Regions from separate parts of the Mus musculus genome. Here region 1 is linked to region 2. Evidence: chromatin contacts called from public Hi-C data. All regions are on one chromosome and are shown on one strand. Each heading gives the region's core, a stretch centred on a gene start, on an enhancer-like site or on the middle of the called end of the contact. The rest is flanking DNA. Distances are from core to core; before and after follow the strand shown.

Region 1 (7,030 bases), core at 2,202-4,701, 150 kb after region 2:
CTCTTTCCACTGATGGCCGACTAGGCCATCTTTTGATACATATGCAGCTAGAGACACGAGCTCGGGGGGGGGGGGGGTACTGGTTAGTTCATATTGTTGTTCTACCTATAGGATTACAGATCCCTTTAGCTCCTTGGGTACTTTCTCTAGCTCCTCCATTGGGGGCCCTGTGATCCATCCAATAGCTGACTGTGAGCATCCACTTCTGTGTTTGCTAAGCCCCGGCATAGTCTCACAAGAGACAGCTATGTCTGGGTCCTTTCAGCAAAATCTTGCTAGTGTATGCAATAGTGTCTGTGTTTGGCGGCTGATTATGGGATGGATCCCCGGATATGGTAGTCTCTAGATGGACCATCCTTTCGTCTCAGCTCCAAACTTTGTCTCTGTAACTCCTTCCATGGGTGTTTTGTTCCCAAGTCTAAGAAGGGGCAAAGTGTCCACACTTTGGTCTTCGTTCTTCTTGAGTTTCATGCGTTTAGCAAATTGTATCTTATATCATGGGTATTCTTTCCATGAGTTTCTATGGAATCCTAAAAGAGTGAGCAGTCCCATTGTTATTTCTGACGAGGACTAACTCAAGATGCAAACTAGAAGCACCCAGGGATGTTCTTTTGCTAGTTCGCCTGCCAGGGGTGAGCACATCTGTAATTACCGTCCCCGATCATGGCATGCCCACACGCCATCCACCCAGCCCAGCCCCTTCGAGCTCATTCTGTTTCTCAGCTGCGAATTGAGCTTTTTCAGAAAAGAAAGCCAAAGGAAGTCAAAAGAAAGTTTGAAAAGAGAGAGACTGGGGCTCACAGATAAATAGTATCATTGCCCCGAACTCATTGTTTCAACCACAAGATTTTATTTGGAGAGGGGGAAAAAGTGTAATTATGTCACGGTGGATTGCTAAATTTCTTTGACTTCAAGCTCAATACTTTCTGCAAGATTTCACAGGTGAAATCCGCAGCCTTTAATTACTGCCTTGCGAGTTAAGAAAGAGACGCTTTCTTTCTGAATGGCTAATAACTTTATTGGAAGAGGTAATTATAGATCTGATGGCAGTGGTCAAAACCATGGAAGCCTGTGGACAGCAGCCTTCTGGGTTTGACCCTTGAAAGTGCTGCTGTAGGAGGTGCTGCCTCGGCGGGCCAACACTCTTGTTTGTTTGGATTTGTTGCGGTTTCTTATCTTTCCCCCCACTCTCTTCTTTTTAAGGGGTGGGGAGAGAAAACATTTAGAAATCGGTTCATTCCCTGGATGAATTTCTTCCCTTCCCAGAAAGTGAAAAAAAAAATGTCTCGTGTAATTGGACAGTTTGATTGGAGGCAGGTGGTGCTGAGCGGACGCAAGCAGAGCCACAAAGCCAGTTTTGGCTTCAAGTACACTTCCCCAGCTCCGAGTTCCAGCGCTACAGCATGGAAATTGGCTCCCCAAATGCCAACAATAAATTTAGTCCCCGTTTTTCTAACAAGTACCTTATCAGGAACAAAGATTTTTTTTTTTTAGAACACAGACCCTACATAATGGCAAAGCTAGCCTGGGACACCACCACCCCCTTCACTCCCCCACCCCCAGCCCTAGCCCCTCACCCGGCCTTAATTTCCCAAGGCATGATCTTGCTGCCACAAAACTGGGTGTAAGCATGAGTCTGGAAGCAATCACATACTATCATTTGAAAACACAGTGAGATTTTGTTTTTCTGGGTAAACTGGCCTGTGTGTTGTTCGTGTTGCTTTATCTTGAGCTAATATTTGCTTGCAATATTTTTGAGTAACAAGCCAATTCCAGCGTGGCTTCCCATCACAGATTGCAAACGTCAGTCCTGAGAAGGGTCCAGAATGAGTGGCAAGGGAATCAGCAGAAAGTGAATCCTATTCTTCTACTGCTTTCAGGCCAAGTCTGTGAGACCTTTCTTTTCTCAAGGGCTAGCTTGTTCATTTTATCCATCACCTACAAATCAGCCAATAACAGTATTCAGAGAGCCCCCAGAGAGGTTCATGGCTTTGACCAACCTCACACAGTAAGCCAGTAGAGAAGCCACAAACCCAGACACGAACTCCCCAGACTCTGACTCCAACTGTGTGTCTGTTAACTTCTCTGAGAAAATGCATGATCTGAAACTGCCATTTACAAGGCTTTCAGTAATAAAGAGGAGGCTCGGCTGTAGCTCAGTTTGTAGAATTCTTGCCAATATACATGGTGCCTTGGGCTTGAGCTTCAGCACCACAGCAACCAAGTCTATAGTCCCAGTTCTCAGGTAGAGACAGGGAGCCAAAGTGTAAGGTAACCCTCAGCCTCTGCTACATAGGAGTTGGAGACCCGAATGGGGAAAGACAGAATTAACAGCTTTATTGAATTGCCATCCTTCATACACCGTGACAAATCAGTTACTCGTATTTCTGCCCAAAGACATTTACAACTTATCAGACCCTTTACAGGAAGCAACCAAAGCCCGGACAACGTTGGGTCAATGGTGGTGGGACCACACCTCAATGGGACTGCTGCTTAGCTGCAATGTCTCTTACCTTCTATATGAGCTGTATCCTCATGTGAGGACCTGGAAGATGGACTTGAGGAAGCAGCAGCCTCTGGATCTCTTTGTCCTTCTTCTTAATTTGGCCACATTGAGTAAATATTTTTCTGCTTTATAATAACAATTATTATTATACAATAATTAACAGTCATTATTATACATTAATAAATAAATCTGTTACATTCCAGACTTTGGCGTGTTTTCTCACTCACTTCTGTCCATGCTCAGATTTTTTTTAATGCACTCTAAATTAGTTTTGATCTTCTTATTCAATTGCAGAACTTGAAAAACAACGTTCTCTAATCTCAAATGGATACAGGCAGAAACAATTTCTCCCCCCCCCCCCCCATCTGTGTCTTCTAACAGTTGGATAGCTGTATCAAATTATTCTATGAAAACTGGTTGGAGGGTTTGCTGAGAGCCTCTGAATTACAACACTCTTGCTTGCCCCTCCAAGCCTGCGGCTCATAACCTTGACCTTGCTCATGGGACTCTCAGAGCCTTAGGCTCTGCTGAAGACAGAGTCCCCTTGAGTAGCCAGGAAACTTTTACAAATTTCATTGACAGACAATATTCCCTAAAGGTTAGTTAACTGTTAACTAGTGGGAGGCAGCAAGGGTGAGCTTCTCTCAGCTTTTTAGACGAAGAACTCTTTTGCCCCCACGTGAACAGCTTCATGTGGCTGCTACTTGGTGGCTGATGGTGACAGGCAAGCACAGAGAGGAGGTGTCCAGCAGCCCCAGGAACATTTTCGCACTGATTAAACCTGTCTGAAGGAAGGCTGCATTTGTACAAGGAGTGCTGGCTGGGAGATAACTCAGAAATCTTGGCACTACTACAGAACCAATATTTTTACAGAGGTGACACCATCTTAAACAATGTCCCCAGTGTGCAGGCTACAAGTGGCCCTCTATCCACAGCCAGGAAGGGTGACTGTCCTGCCACCTCTTCTGAGCGAAGAGACTCAGAGGGGGGCAGGAAATAGGAGTGAGCATGCTAGGGGCACAGACAGGAAAGCCACTTCAGGGCTCTCATTCTGTAAGGAAGCCACCCCTATCCCCCCACCCCATGCCAATGCTGGCTTCCCATGGTAGAGACAGGCTACAGCGTCACCATCTCAAAGGCCAGATATTCTGCTCTATTTGTTTTTCCAAGCCTGTGTGGAAACAGCCAGGCACAAAGGCAACAGCACACTGTAGTTTCTCCTCCTGTGCCCTCAAGTTCCGGCACCACACAGACAGGTGCAAGGGCACCATGTGCCATGGCCTCCTCCCTCTTTGGCCTGAGCTCTTTCTCTGGAGAAGTGCCACGTGTCCCTCACTCTGTCAACAGCAACCTCCTTCTTCCTAGAATATCATTTCTTCCCAAAGCCTTTATCATTTCCCAGCAAAAGCAAAAACAAACCACACACACACACACAAAAGTGCCTGCTGCCCCAGTCCCCAGCATGATCTAGGGTGGGTGGTCCAGCTGGGGTGAGATAGAGGCATCCCAAAGTCTCCTTTTGTGCAAACAGGTGGGTAGGGAGCTGGAAAGTAGCCCAGGCCATATCACAAGGTTCTTGGCTAAGGCCGAAGGCCAGGGGACAGTGGCATCTGTGTATCCACTGTATTTGTTTTCTGAGCTAATATAACCAAGGCCCATGAATGGGATGCACAACAGATATGAACTCCCCGGTGGCTCTGGAGGCTGAGGACCACCTTCAAATCAAAGTGTGCCATGTTCCCTCTCAGGCTGTGGACACGCTGGGGACCCTCGTTTCGCCTCACCTTTAGCTCAACCTGTCTTTTCTTTTACTTCTTCAACAAGGTCCAATGAGCCATATTTTGACAAATTACATGATGTGCTGTCTCTTTCCACACGTAGTTAACAAACACTCTAGAATCACACCCCTTCCAGCAGACTCCAGCTCTTCCTTTTCCTGAAGTGTGCCAAGTTGGTTAATGTCCTGAAGCTGATGATCGTGTCGGTAAAGTAGTGAGATACAGAGACCAGTACTCCTAGAGACTGTCATTCACAGCCAGGGCCTGTCACATGGTGAGCAGTCAGTGTGCCATAGCTATTGATAGTCTCTGAGCTTGGACATTTTTGCAAAGCATCAGATGTAGGTCTAAAAGCACAAGAGAAAGTAAAACCTACTGGGTCCCCGCCACAGACAGGCTCTCCCTTTTGTTATTCCTGATAGGGGAGTCCTCAGGGTCAGATCACACACTAACTTGGGGGCAGGGTGTCACATGTGTCACATGAGGTAGGGAAAAGATGCATTTGAGCCACAAGGCAGCTTCCTTCCAGAAACTAAAACATGCCAATTGTCTCGGCACAGCCACACGAAGCTTTGATGTCCCTGAAGTCTGTACACTAGGAGAGAGGTCACCCTGTGCCTCAGGGATGGTGACTGGCTTCAGCCTCAAGGAGGGAAACCTCGGGCCAGGCAGCATCCTGTCTCCCTGAGGCATCCTCTCCTCCTCTTCTCTCAGAACATACCTGCCTCTGAGAGTAGCCTCGGGAGCCACATCCTTCCTCCTCCACATTCAGTCCTGTGCAAAGGCCCTGCCTCCAAAGGACATCCATTCTCTGGCCTTCTGCAAGGCAGGTCCCTGTTAGGAAATCTGTATATTTTCCTTTAACTCTTCAGCTACCATCCATCCTTCACCCACTACAATATCATGGCTCCATCTTTAGTGCACCCCTAGGCACAGGTACCCTAATAACACACAGAACATATATTCTTAGAAACAGAATTAGATCAATAAGCCAAACAGTCAAGGAAGAAAAGCCAAGGAGGGAGAGAAGGTGAGTAAGGGTGAGAGAGAGCTTCCTGGATTTCTGCCCTAACGCATCAGCCTCTCCATGCCTCGCCACGCACACCCACCCAGAACTTACGGCTCCTGGGTTTCCTCTGCAAAGACTGGTCAGGATGGTTTGGACTTGAGTATGTCTAAGCAGAGATTTGGTATTACAATGTATCCCAAGTGGGCCTCGACCTCCCAAGTGCCAACCACCCCCCATGCCCACCTCCTGAGTTCTCCTTGGCTCTCTCACTCGGCAATGTGTGGGAAGCCATGAGCACTGAAGCAGTAAAGCCTGGTGGTCAGACCGCAGCACAGACTTGGAATGAAGTCATAGAAGTCACAGGTCCAGTGAGGCCAAAGCCTCAGTTTTAACTGGAGGCCAGCTTGTGTGAGATTGTTGGGAGTCGAGTCTCAACTCAACTCAACTCAAACATAGGTCTACCTATGGCCGTGGGTGCTGCGTAGCTGTGTTCCTCCTGAGTGTCACACACCTATCCCAGGTTCCTCACACCTGTGTTCCTGCGTCATACATACCTCTGGTCCCAAATCCCACACACCTGTCCCAAATACTGCACACCTGTCGCCCTGGGTGCTGCACACCTGCATACCTGAGTCCCGCACACCTGTCCCGAATCTTATGCTTATGGGTCGTAGGGTCCTGCCGTACTTCAGGCTTGACATCTGCCTGATGGCCAGCCAGCCCTTTAATTAGAGGATGTATACACCTTCCCCATGAAGCCCCATCACAATCCCCACTCACTCGAGTCTCACCACAATTCTGTGAACTACAGATAGCATACCCATGAAGAACATGAGACCCATGGAAATTAAGTCACCTACCCAAGGTCACCTGGGAGGAAATGGCAAAGCCAGACCCAGGTCAGACCTTGGTCCCAGACTTCATATTCTGCCTGCTTGAGCCACTTAACCTCCTGATGGAAGAAGTTTCCACATGCTTGGGAGAAGTGTGTGTAGCCATACCACACTGGAGCATTTGAAGTGACTATATCCTTCCCTTTGACCCCTTATGTACCTTCCAGGAAGCTACCCAAGTGAAACATCCCAGAATATGAGAGAAACCATTATGGGCAAAGATGTCCATTGTGTTGTTATTTATTGAGCACAGGCTACATTCTGAAATCCTGGGAGACACATAAATCGCCACCCACAGGAGACAATGCAGCACACAAGAGTATTAAGCTATGTGTTCACTTAAAAGATGCTAGACACAGAGGGTGGGAACGGGGAGCTGTGCATTAAACTCTAAATGAAGACAGGAGAACACCACGCTGGGTGTTTTGTTTTCTTCTACTGGTCCCTGCTTGAGCGCAGCTGCATGGGAACTGTACGGATATCAGGAAGAAAATGGAAAATGAGAACAACCAAGGTTTTGTCTGCTGAACCTACAATCAATGGATAATTACAACTTTTCAAGAAAACTGATGTGTAGGGGAAACAGAACAGAACTTACATTGGCAAGTACCCGGAGCTGACTTCTGCAGGAAAAGTTAGAGGTAACTGTTCTCCTTGTGACCTCTTACCTTTTGTATTTTGAGCTTTACGGTAGGGAACATTGCAGGATTGGTTTGGTTTGGTTTGTTTAAATAAACATATACTTCAATTTTTCTAAGACATATTTCCTTCCTTGACTTTCCACCAGTTCCATACATCCATGGTTCTGGGGTACAGTCGATGCCAGACTGTGGGAGTTTCTTGA
Region 2 (6,542 bases), core at 1,671-4,170:
TTGCCTCCTGGGTTTCTTTCCCTACAATGCTGAGTATGGACCAAGTGTAAGAGCCTCACTTAGCCTCATGCCAGACTTCAGAAGAGACTCCTCACACAGGGAATGAAGCAATGGACAAGTCTTCAGGTTTCCCTAAGAGGGATCTGAAGTCTGTGCAGGAGACTATACACATGCTAATTTCTCTTTCAAATGTCTAAGGACTACACTGGGAACTTGTACTTAGGCCTACTTTGTTCCAAAAGACTATTGGTACTAAAGCATTCTAGAAAATGAAATGGCATCCAGAGGCAGAAGCCTTGAGAGGACATTGCCACAGTGGGAACGACAAAGAGGAATGTGGGATGGTAATGAAGGCCTTCCTTAGAGGTTGCTTTCCCTCTCTGCCTCTGCCTCTCTATCTCTCTGTCTCTCTCTCTTTCTCTCCCCCTCCCTCCCTCCCTCTCTTCCTCCCTCCCTCTCTATGTTTTTCTCCCTATCTCCCTCCCTCTCCCTCACCTGCATTCTCTCTTTTCTAGAGGAGCATCTTCCTTGGCCCCTCCCCCTCACACCCACCAGGCCTGGCTCTTCTGAATGCCTCACCTTGGCTCTAGCTCTTATCTCACTGTGCAGATTTCCATCTGTTTGGAATGAAGGGTCTCTGAAGCTGAGCATGAATCTAATTGGTGTCTAAAGTTCAGTACAGTTCACAGCTGCTTCATACTAAAAGCTTAATGAGAAGCTAGGCATGGTGATGCACACCCATAACCCAGTTCTTAGGAGGCTGGGGATGTCTGGCAAGTATAGTGAGACTCTAAGTCAAAACCAATGTTTGCTGAATGAATGAGTGAATGAATGAATGAATGAATGAATGAATGAATGAATGAATGAATGAATGAATGAATGAGTGAATGAGTAAATGAGTGAATGAATGAATGAATGAATGAATGAATGAATGAATGAATGAATGAGTGGGTGAGTGAATGAGTAAATGAGTGAATGAATGGATGAATAAATGATGAGTCATCTACCAAACCTGAAGAAGTAGAGATGATTCAGAAAAGCACTCATCTGCTAGGCGCCTGCTAAGGGCCAACTCTGCTGCTAGATGGAGAGTCTTGGACTTCACAGAATAGGAGGACAGGAAATGGCCAAGCTTCACCCCTCTGAAAAGGCCCACCGCCTCACTTCCAAGTGCTTGTTTAATCTCATACATCCCTAGTCCAAGTCTCTTCTCTGTTCTCTATGTATATGGCAGAACAAGAAAACAGAGCGAATGCTGCTGTGGGCCCGCCTGGCCACTGAGGGCTGTTGCTAGGTTTCAGTCAGTAAAAATATCAGATTCCCCTCGAGAAAAGGTGGAGAAGCCCACAGAGCCTGATAACTTAGGAGAAGCAGGAATGTTCCCTAAGGTGAGGACTGGACAGAGCCAGACCAGCTCGCACAGCTGTGATCTCACACATAAGCCATGCAGAAGGGACAGGAACAGAACAGCTGTACACGTGGACAAAAGGTAGAAGAAAATCCCCACCACAGCAGCCTGCTGGATAGAGGGGCTGACACACGACTGGATGTGCCCCAGGGTGGTGCCAGGGACGTCTTTCCTGAGTGACCTTGTCTTCTAGGTGTTAAGTCAGGTTTACACAGTGAAGAACAATCTAGTGTGGCTCCTAAGTCCCCCTGAAGTCCCTCCATCACTCTAAGGTGCAGGAGCACAAGCGGCTTGTGCATTTCATTTTCTCAGCAGACATGGATTTTCAAAATGAACTTCCTGAGCGCGGGCTCTCACTGCCATTAGCACTGAGACATCAGGCCAATTCTTTAGCATTCCTGTACCTCAGCTCGCCATCTGAAACTGGGATAAGGCCAGTACTTCCCCAAGAGAGTTTCCCTTGGTGTTAGATGAGGTAAGACATACAAAGGGCACAGAATAGTCTCTGGCCATCAGGCAGTACTGTGTGTATCATGCTCACTAGTTATATGTTAATATAGGTCACAGGGAAAGATTATATGACCCAGTTAGCAGCCATCCAGTAGACAAAGGGAGAGAACACTTCCTTGTGTAAACCCAGTGGTAGCCAGCATGCAGTAGTGGCAGGTACATGTACAGGTGTGGCTGCACTCACACTGGGTATTTATATTGAAGTGGTGACAGTCATTTGCAAGTATTAGATAGCTTACCTGCCGAGCTTCAATAAGTGAAAACTGACAAGCCAACGTACCTGTGTTTGGGAAGCATATAAGACACCGGTCTCACTCTCAGACCCTCCAGCCAGTTCCTTAGTATGACTTGGAGATATAACTCAACATCTCTGGGCATCTGCTTCCTCTTGCAAAATATCAGGGCTTTCCAACAGAAAGGACTCAGAGAAGGACATGACATGTCCCAGTTCAATGACGCATGTCGAGCTATGCTGAGTTGCTTCCTGGGGTCTCAGAACATCCTTGAGAGTTGGTCAGATAGGCTTTGTGGCTCATCTATTCAGATGAGGTAAGGATCAGAAGTCATTGGCCCAAGCTTCCAGGGTATAGCAGAATTAGTGATTAAGTTTAGGTCTCTTGGCCCTTGGAGCCTAGAAGACTCACCACAGCAAGTCCGAGTGAGTGAGCTTAAAGAAGGGAAAGGGGATTACTAAGTTATACAACTAAACAAGCAAGGAAGGGAATCTTTCTAGCCCTCTCTGCCAGGATGTTAGGCACTTGGCCTCTATGATTGACAGCGAGCAGAATGGTATAGGGGTGGAGATTTTTATGATGCTCAGCCTTGTCTGGGTGGGTGGGGGGTTGTGGATAGGAGGAAGTTGCACTCTGGTGGCTTTGTGTAATAATTTTCCAAGGCTAACAGGATGTTTCTCTCTTCAAACAAATCTGATGTCCTTGTGCCCCATGGCCCTTGGAGCAGATCAGTTACAAAGACAACTTTGCCAAGACGGTCAGGCACATGCCTCCCCTTTGCAATCGACCTTTGGAAGCCTTTGATGTGCTGGCCACTGTCTCCCTCCCAGGGGCCCGTTTTTCTGGGCTCAGTTATCAAGTCCATTTTGAAGCAGTATCTTTTGAAAGAGGTTTCTTTGAAAAATAGTCATTTCAAAGAATATTTTCAGTCAACATTTCGACAAACAGCTGTACGAACATTGAAGTGTCTTCTCACTCCAGCCATCGGGCTGTCTGCCCCTGATAGCTAGAAGCAATCCAGGATTATCACAATCTCCAAAGTCTTGCCTAAGCACGGAGGGACAGTGTAGGGCTGGCGAGAGCACAGCCATCCCTATCTGCCCATTCTCTTGTTCCTTCACTACAGAAAGACACACTGAGCTCCATGCTGTACTCCATCCTAGAGAGGAATGAGACAAGTCCTGCCTCGGAGAGGCTTGCAAAATGCAAGGAAGAACAACACGATCAACACCCTTAAGACAAGCAGTTTCTAAAAAGGATGTTCAGAATATATTTGGAGACTCCAACAGAGAGATGGGTCGTCAGTGGAGCTGGAGAAAGATTCCAAGATGGAGACTTGAAGGATCAATGGGTCTCTTCTGTCCTGTATCTCTAGAAGGTGGCAGCCAGAGGTGTGCCAAAAAGAAAACACTACCTTGATGCCCTTCATGTTACATTCCCACTTACTACAGAAACTTCAGACTACTGATAAACACCGAAGAGACCTGGCTGAGGAGAGACAGCTGGTAGCATGTCACTACAAATATGAGGGACACAGGACCTTCAGGACAAAAGACAAAAGTAATACAATTATTGGGAAGCAATGGATTTGATGACGGTATCTGTTGCTTCTAGAATCCAAACTCTGTGCAAGTTTTCCAGTTGACTTTAAAACTGTGATGTTGATCACTAAGCTGCTCCCCCAGAGTTCTCAGAGGCCACTGTCTCCTCATGTGCCAGCTTCCTCGCTGGGATTCCATCACTTGTTCCCACTGTGCCAGTTCAAAATGCCACCCACCCCTTACTGAAATCACCCCCCATTCTTCTATCTAGGTTCCCTGTTATGAAAGTAAAGGCCTCTGCTTCCACTCTGCCCGAGTTCCAATCCCTTCTCTGCAGTATAGTAGTGGTTACCTTGAGCAAATCCTTATATGATCCTTCCATTTTCAGGCCTTCTGGGCTATGTGTGGACGCTCTGTCTCTTCAGCTAAGTCCTTGCCACCCATCTTCCTACACACACAACCTTCCTAGGATACCTTCGGGCTCTTTTGGCCCAGGCACCTTTGTTTTGGGGGATTTACCAACTCCACCCTCCTTCAAATACACTTAGACCTGGCTTAGGGAGATTTTCCCAGCCACCAAGAAAAGAGACTCCCTTTTTTGTGTCCCCCCTCCCCATCAGATCCTACACATGAGACTTGGAATCTACAATAAGATTATGGCTACCTGGCCTGGCAGCTTCACACTGATCATAAGGCATGATTCAGACTGCATGAGGATGACCCTGGCTCTGTCACCTGCTAGCTGTGTGTCCTAGAACCAACTGTGCCTCTGTTCTCTGTGAAGGACAGAGCGGTAGAATTAACCCGCATGTGGTTATGAGACCTTGGTCAACTTCACATGCAATGAGTGCTTAGACGGTCTCAGGCTCAGAGCAACTATGAAATAACTGAGTTGATACCAGTTCTAAGCCCTTGCTTGCTCTTATATGGACAGGGCTATCTGTTATAGCAAGTATGTCTGCTTGCTCCTGTCTACAAAAGTGTAACAGGTACTGGGCATGCAGTAATGGCTAAGTATCCCTTCTGGAGTAAGATATCCAAAGGCTAAATAGATTTGTAGAAGGCAAGCTGCCAGGCCCTTATTGCTGATGGTGTACTGATGAGGTAGCTAATTAGAGAAGGCCTTGACCAGCAGGGCCCAGGGCTCAAGGCGATGGGAGCAGGTATTCAGGAGCTATCACAGCAGCAAGAAACATCCCAGAGGGTGCAGAGGACTAGCTTTCTGTAACACACATCTCCAGTCCATTACCCTGTATTGGTCAGCTCAGACTACTGTAACAAAAATGCTACCTGCTGGACAGTTTAAGGTCTTAGGATTTCATTATCATGGCTCTAGAAGTAGAAAGCTCAGAATCTAAATTGAATGAGGTGAGTTTTGGGTGATAGCACCCCTACTGGCTTGTAGAGGGTCACCTGCTTGTCCTCAAACAGCCTTGCTTTGGTAAGTGGGTATAGGGAGAGAGCCCTAGTACCTTTTCTGAAGACGCAACCCCTTCTGATTAAAGCTCCATTCAAGGGCCTCAGTTAACCATAATCTATTCTTTACACCTCCAATACAGCCTACAAGGGGGATTAGGGCTTTACCATAGGAACTCAGAGGGGAACACAAGCATTTAGTTTGTGGCACCTCCTTGTTCTAGGCGCTCTGGCTCTTCATACAGGAAGAGCAGTCCTGCCCTTACCACTGCTCCTTGGCACAGAGAGCGGAACAGGGAAAGCAGTTTCTCAGCATGCCAGCTCAGCCTTCTGCTCCCAGCCTGGCTGCTAATGGCCACTTTGGTGTGTCCACCACGTCCGTCCACCGCCTGAGAATTTGCTTCTACACTGGGGACCTTATTAGCTGCTAACGGCTGAGCAGAGGAAGCGTGCTGAGGCCTTGTAGGAGCTGGCCTTTCCGCTCGAGTCTCCTCTCTGGGGTTTGTTTGGGCCACTGCACACTCTGAATTTTCTACCCAGCTTCATTTCTGTCAAGTAATTATTTACAAATTAGATTCCCAGGGAATACATGAGCCGAAAATGCAAGCACAATATATGTAAATAATAACAAAGGGGTTTCCAGTGAACTATCTTCCAAATGCCCACTGACATTAGGGAACTCCCAGACCAGCCCCAGTAGCATCCCTCCACCTCAGGGCATGCAACCAGCTCCAGGTCACTCTGCCTCCAGGGCAGACTTAGGGGGTAGGGGAGGGAAGATCATGGGGGGAACTCACACTATAAAAATGGCTCTCAGATGCTCACTAAACCCAAAGGCTGATGAAGCAAGGTGTTTTTCAAAGTGTCTTCTCAAATCAAAATCCTTGTACGCTCAAAGAAAGTGGAGTTTACCTGTAGTTTTGTTAAAGCTATAGCAACTACTTGATTTAGAATATCTCTTTTCTGTAGGAAAGGCCTCATCTTTGGACATCAGCAGCAAGATGTCACCAAATGGTCACCTTTCTTTCTTCCTCTGAAGGACTTTGGGATCTGTGCCCAGCTGAGAGATTACACTTGCCAGCCTCTCTCCCTAGAGGACTGCCCCATGGCCCTGTAGCCATGGAGGTGCAAGACGACTCGGCTCGTATGCAGCTCACAGGAGGTAGCAAAAGGGCTTCCAGGAAAGACAGGCAATACAAGCACACAAGAGGAGAACTAAACTCTTTCCCTCTTCCCCTTTCTTGCTCTCTGCAATTGGAGTGATGTCAGAGCACCCACTCATACTTTGACCAGGAGCTGACTTTATGACTTAGGCTAGGATACTGGGGTTGCACCACCAGAGGAGAGTGTAGTAACTGTGGAGTGCCCCACCCATACCGATATGAGCCATGCCAGCAGCAAACACGCCTCATTTCCAATCTTCCAGTGCTCGCT

Evidence for each region. Hi-C and Micro-C count contacts between places; a contact is called where the count stands out from the background.
Region 1: a Hi-C map of liver shows a contact between it and region 2, with 3 times the contacts expected there. The contact joins two enhancer-like sites. A contact is called at or near these places in 1 of 15 datasets of contacts at CTCF or cohesin (the NIH/3T3 cell line), 5 of 484 Hi-C or Micro-C datasets (bone marrow-derived macrophages and liver) and 3 of 115 datasets of contacts at active chromatin or transcription factors (CD8 T cells, memory CD8 T cells and microglia).

Annotation. Positions count from the first base shown.
Region 1 is chr12:25,229,587-25,236,616 of GRCm38.p6, reverse strand. Gm36287 (a long non-coding RNA gene) reads right to left here. Exons shown (of 9, transcript XR_003950180.1): 9 at 6,411-7,030. Among named protein-coding and RNA genes, the nearest start is that of Gm36441, 24 kb to the right of the region's middle. Within about 2 kb of position 3,451, at least 43 of the 459 cell types and tissues checked have an H3K27ac peak or open chromatin away from gene starts, as enhancers often do. A contact at or near this core is called in liver, where this site is marked.
Region 2 is chr12:25,378,124-25,384,665 of GRCm38.p6, reverse strand. It overlaps Gm36723 (a long non-coding RNA gene), which reads right to left. Exons shown (of 12, transcript XR_001780577.2): 2 at 2,199-6,542. Among named protein-coding and RNA genes, the nearest start is that of Gm36723, 25 kb to the right of the region's middle. Within about 2 kb of position 2,920, at least 13 of the 459 cell types and tissues checked have an H3K27ac peak or open chromatin away from gene starts, as enhancers often do. A contact at or near this core is called in liver, where this site is marked.